Linked DNA regions of Pan troglodytes: region 2 is linked to region 1. The links are chromatin contacts, called in public capture Hi-C maps. All regions are on one chromosome and are shown on one strand. The core of a region is the stretch at or near the end of the contact, and the rest is flanking DNA. Distances in the headings are between cores, read along the strand shown. Region 1 overlaps LOC107967853 (a long non-coding RNA gene). Region 2 overlaps MIPEP (mitochondrial intermediate peptidase).

Region 1 (2,741 bases), core at 107-2,606:
GAATCCATGTCATGGTTAATTCTGTGTGTCAGCATGACTGGCCACAGGGTGCCCAGATGAAACATTTCTACGTGTGTCTGGCGAGTGTTTTGGGATGAGGCTGGCACTTGACTCAGCAGACTCAGTAAAGCAGATGGCCCTCCCTAGTGTGGGGGTGGGGGGGCGCTCATCCAATCTGTTGAAGGCCTGAATGGAACAAAAGGTGGAGGAAGGAGGAATTTACCCCATTTGCTTCCTGCCTGCCTGCTGAGCTGGGACATCCATCTTCTCCTGCCTTCAACCTGGAATCTACACCGTTGGTTCCCCTGGTTCTTGGGCCTTCAGACTCAGACTGGAGCCACACCCTCAGCTTTCCAGGTCTTCAGCTTGCAGATGGCAGAGCACAGGACTTCTCAACCTCCTTCATCACATGAGCCGGTTCCTCATAATCTCTTCCAAAATATACATCCAACTCGTTCTGCTTCTCTGGAGAACATGGACTAATACAATCCATGAAGAAATGTGGAGGGTTTTTGTAATTTACGTAGAAAAATGAATCAAACACCAAGAAAACCAAGACCAAACCAGACTCCACAAAGGAATTCTAAGCACAGCTTTACGTCTACATGAGAATGTGTTTGCCACACCTTTGACCAGTTTCTGTTGATTTCTATTCCAGTGCATTTTGTATCAATAGTTTGGAGAAAAAGCATCACACACTAGGAGGAAGCTCTCTGTGGCAGGGCCCAGATCTGTGACTCAATATAAGCCCAGTGCTAATTTATCCAGACCCAGTAGGAGGAGAGAAGCCTCAAAGGAGGCAAACATTTTGACATTTAGAGGAAATTTTTTATGGCTTTTTACACTGACTCAGCATCAAGTACAAAGTTATTTTTGCTCTTTGTTGCCAATCGTGGGAGAAGGGGCTGTTAGCTAGGAGCTTGGAGCTGGGAGCCTGCAGGAAACAGCTTCACTTAGGAAGGCTCAAACCCTGTAGAATCCTGCTGCCTGTCCTTTGAGGCCAAGCTGCTCTGATGATCTCAGTTTTGTGCTTTTTCTTAACTCTTAAAACTATTTCAAAGTTGATTTATTAAAATTTATTCTGTTTACTAAAAGGACCAAATCATGTTTGTTTCTTCAGATACTGCTCTTGAAATTCCGTTTTTAGAAATTGCTATGCATGGATGGTAGAAGGATTGATTTTTACCAACGAAACAAAAGAAAACAAAGGGATGGTGGAGTAAAAGGCCTAGTTGTTCTGGCTGTGGGCCAGCAGAAGAAATCCCAAGGGGATGAGAAGGGGACCCAACATCATAGCATGTCAGGGACAAGCTGTGACAGCCACAGAGGCCACAATGGTCGGCTGAATCTGAGCCCTTTTCCAGCAAAGTTATCCTAAGGTAAAGAAATTGAGCTTACCAGGAATGAAGCACAAGAATAAGCACTTAGCCCCAGTCCAAAGAGCTGCTACCACGTGGAGGGCAGGGCTGGAGTTGTGATGAGTGCCCTAGAGCTCTCTTAAACTCACTTCTTCCCAAGGACAATTACTGTTTTCAGACTGCACGGACATACATACATTAGATGAGTTAAATAATTTGTTACGGTTGGGAAAAAGTATGTGGACTTCTGAGAGCAAGGATCATAAATGCGCACAAAGCAAGGATTGCTGGGGAAGATTAAAGATAAGCGGTGTAAATGCTCTATGCAGCACAGTATGTTTCCAATAGTGCCCTCATTGTTTGCAGATTGTGTATGAAATAAGCCAGTTCCATACCACAGAGGACTCTTTATTGGCAAGCTTATGGCTCACTGTGCGTTCTCAAAGTACTTTATAGTTTAGGCTGGAAATTGGGAAAAAAAAAAAAAAAGCCAGAACAACATGTGATAGATAATATGATTGGCTGCACACTTCCAGACTGATGAATGATGAATGTGATGGACTATTGTATGGAGCACATCTTCAGCAAGAGGGGGAAATACTCATCATTTTTGGCCAGCAGTTATTTGATCACCAAACATCATGCCAGAATACTCAGCAAACCTTCTTAGCTCTTGAGAAGTCAAAGTCCGGGGGAATTTATTCCTGGCAATTTTAATTGGACCCCTTATGTGAGAGCAGCGGCTACCCAGCTGGGGTGGTGGAGCGAACCCGTCACTAGTGGACATGCGGTGGCAGAGCTCCTGGTAACCACCTAGAGGAATACACAGGCACATGTGTGACGCCAAGCGTGACACCTGTAGCACTCAAATTTGTCTTGTTTTTGTCTTTCGGTGTGTAGATTCTTAGTACAGTGTGTATTTGTTCAGAGGTCGAATCAATTACTGCGCATTTACTGAGCACTTTGCTGGGTGCTACAGACCCAAAGATGAATAAAACATGAATCCTACCCTTGCACTCCTAACCGTGTAGTCAGTAGGTGCTGAGGAATCAATGGAGTGTCAGAGTGATGCTGCAAAGTAGACAAGGAGTTTAAAAGGAAGCGAGACCTCAGGAAGATTTTGAGGTAAACGATAAGAGAGAATTAGAAAAGCAACTGAAAACAGGGCTCCATATACCCGTCTGAAGGATCTGCCTGCCTCCACTTTGAAGCAAGTCCATTCCTACAAGACGAGCTACCCAAGGATGCCAAAATGTAAAAAGGATTATCGGACATCTGTCCAAACCTATAGACCATACCACAGCAAGAGTAAATGTGAACCAACATAACCTGTGGACTCTGGGTGGTGGTGCCACATCAGTGTAGGTTCATGGCCTGTAACCA
Region 2 (3,032 bases), core at 20-2,519, 150 kb before region 1:
TGTACATCTGGTTAGACATTCCACTCACGGACAGAGGGGACACTGGGGGCAGATCACAACCTGAATCCTCGCTTGTCTTTATTCCTTCTGTGCTTATCCCTTCTCACCCTAGCATGTTCCTCTCTTCTCCAAAGTTCTCTAAATGCACTCAATCTTACTTCTTACTCTTTCGTAAACAACTGTTTCCCTTGACCTGTCAAGGCTCTCGGTTAAGCTACAGGCGTGTCACGCTCATTGCGGCCTGGGTTCCCTTGCTCGTGTCACTCTCCTACGGAGAGCAGCTTTTCTTCCTGGTCTGCCTGTTAAAATCTTACCCCATATTTTTAGTGCTCAGCTCAAAACCCACCTCTTTCATGAAGCTGGTTAAACTTTTTCACTTTCCTTGGACTCCTTTGTCCCCGAACCCTTAAAACACTTACAATTTTTTTCATATAATCGAAGCTCCTAAACAGATATAATATGTATGTTATGTATTAAATGTGTGTTTTTAGTGTATGTTTTTTCTTTTTTTGTAAGTATCAGTTTGGTGAAAAGTATGTTTTTCTGTACTCGCTGTTGTCAACAGTTTGATTATAATAGTACCATATTTTTATTTTATATTTATATAAAATAATAATATTAGAATATCATTCAGTGCTTATCCTGTTGTTATCTCATTTCCTTCCTCTGCAGCTTTGTGAGGTAGGTATTTGTATTCATGTCACAGATAAGGAATCTAAGGTTAGGTTATATTGCTAAAATGTGGCAGAACTGAAGCCTAAACACATATTCTACATTTATGGTTTTCCACAGGCTGCTTGAGACCTAATGCCCTATGTTTTATATCATCTACATCCCCCTTTTGTTTATTAATTCAGCAAATATTTACTGATTGCCCACTATATGTCAGATATTATTCTCGGTCAGGGAAATAAGTCAGTGTATAAAGCAGAAGAAAATTCCTATCCTTATGCAGTTTACATTCTTGGGAGCAAGGGAAGACAGTTAAGAACGAAATAAGTAGATAAAGTGTGTGGTATGTTATTAGTTAATACAAGCCGTGGAGAAAACTGAACAGGGAAGGGGATAAGGTATGGGGCATGTAGGCTGGTGTTGGAGTTTTAGAGAGCATTGTTGGAGGGCTCACTTAGAATGTGGAATGTGAGCGTGCTCTTGACAGACACAAGCGTGAGGCTGTGGCTCTTGAGGGGAGAAAGGTTTCACGCAGAGTCACTATCAAGTGCTAAGGTCTTGAGGCAGAAAAATGCCTGCCACGTTTGAGGAGGGCAGAGTGGCTGAAGCGCAGCGTGTGCAAGGAGAGTGGCGAGAGGTGGGAACAGACTGATAAGGGGCGGCATTAAGTAGAGACTTGATGCAAGTGCAGCAGGTCACTGTGGGGGTTGGGGCAGAGGAGTGAGATGATCTGACTCCAGTGCTAATGGTGAGTCCGTGCTGCTGTTCCTGAGAGAAGACTGCAGCAGGGCCAGGGTAGAAGAGGGCCTGTTTAGATGCTGTTTTGCAGTAACCATGATGAGAAGTGTTGGCATCTTGACCAGGTGGTAGCAGGGAAGGTGGTAAGATGTGATCAGATTCTGGATACAGAGTATTTGGAAGAGGGAGCCAACATTTTCGACCTAAGCAACTAGAAAGAGAGTGAGTTACTACTGTTAACTAAGATTGGGAGGACCGGGAACTTGGTTTGGTTCAAGTTAAGTTTGAGATACCAAATGAGGTTCAAGTGGTGAAGTTGGGTAGGCAGTTAGATGGAGTGTGGAGTTCTGAGCTTCATATGTAAGTCTGAACCTCTAAAATGAGATTCTGATACCACTAAGAGAGTGAACTTAAAGAACAAGTCCAAGGACTGCGCTCTGGGGCCTTCAAGTTTAAGAGGCCAGGCATGTGAGGAACTGCTAGTTAACGCTGCCAGATGTAACGGCCACTAAGGGAGGTGGAAAGTGATTACAGGGTGTGGTCCTGGAGGCCACGCAGAAGGTCTGTCTACAGGAGAAGGGAGAGATCAGCTGACTTATGCTGTGGCCAGGTCAGATGTGAGGAGGGCTGGGCATGACCACTGGCTGTAGCAGCGTGGAGCTCACTGGACCTGCAGCACCCAGCTCCAGATTCCGTGACTGGCAGGTCACCCTTGTGCACTAAGTGCTTGGTGTGCTGATGTATTGGCAGGGGGCTGTTGTGCACATCATCACATAAGATGTGCCCTGGGTCCTTGGGGATTTAAAGCTTAGTTGAGGAGATGGATATATGCCTATAAAAAGATAAATAATAATAGAGGTTGGCACGTTTTTGGTGTCAATGGAGTAGTACAGACAAAACAATGCCATGGGATTTAGGAGCTCGGGGCATTTGTCAGATGCATCTGTGGCTGTGGAAGGCGCCCTGAGGGAAATGAAACTGTCATGCACAGTGATGGAGTGAGTCCTCAGCAGAGCAGAAGGAAGACAGAGAGGCTGACTGAGGCTAAGGTGGGCATTCATGTGGCCAGTGAATGAGGAGGTAACTGCGGTGAGGCACTTAGTGGGGGGTTTCAAACTGAATCTTAATATGACAATTCTCTGGGGACACTAATTGAGGCAGGCCAGGTGCGGTGTCTCATTCCTGTAATCTCAGCACTTTGGGAGGCTGAGGCGGGCAGATCACTTGAGGTCAGGAGTTCAAGACCAGCCTGGCCAACATGGTGAAACCCCATCTCTACTAAAAATACAAAAATTAATTGGGCACGGTGGCGGGTGCCTGTAATCCCAGCTACTCAGGAAGCTGAGACAGGAGAATCGATTGAACCCTGGGAGGCAGAGGTTGCAGTGAGCCGAGATGGGACTTCTGCACTCCAGCCTGGGCGACAGAGCAAGACTCCGTCTCAAAAAAAAAAAAAAGATTAATTGAGGCAGATTCTTCACATGTAAAATGACTGGAAGAATAAGATGGGTGAATGTTAAAACATGGTTATTAAGAAATAAAACGTATACAAGCATACATAGGGATTCATTTGAAAACAGTTTGGTATGGTACCTGGAATATAATCCTAAAATGAGATTTCA

Evidence for each region. Capture Hi-C pulls out chosen DNA fragments and counts their contacts.
Region 2: a capture Hi-C map of stem cell-derived neural stem cells shows a contact between it and region 1, with 3 times the contacts expected there. The contact joins two enhancer-like sites. A contact is called at or near these places in 6 of 7 Hi-C or Micro-C datasets (blood, induced pluripotent stem cells, a lymphoblastoid cell line and 2 more) and 1 of 1 other capture datasets (stem cell-derived neural stem cells).

The regions. Positions count from the first base shown.
Region 1 is chr14:22,908,501-22,911,241 of NHGRI_mPanTro3-v2.0_pri, reverse strand. The region is part of intron 2 of LOC107967853 (a long non-coding RNA gene); the gene reads right to left. Among named protein-coding and RNA genes, the nearest start is that of TNFRSF19, 150 kb to the right of the region's middle. Within about 2 kb of position 1,356, at least 4 of the 24 cell types and tissues checked have an H3K27ac peak or open chromatin away from gene starts, as enhancers often do. A contact at or near this core is called in stem cell-derived neural stem cells, where this site is marked.
Region 2 is chr14:23,059,713-23,062,744 of NHGRI_mPanTro3-v2.0_pri, reverse strand. The region is part of intron 7 of MIPEP (mitochondrial intermediate peptidase); the gene reads left to right. Among named protein-coding and RNA genes, the nearest start is that of MIPEP, 23 kb to the left of the region's middle. Within about 2 kb of position 1,269, at least 1 of the 24 cell types and tissues checked has an H3K27ac peak or open chromatin away from gene starts, as enhancers often do. A contact at or near this core is called in stem cell-derived neural stem cells, where this site is marked.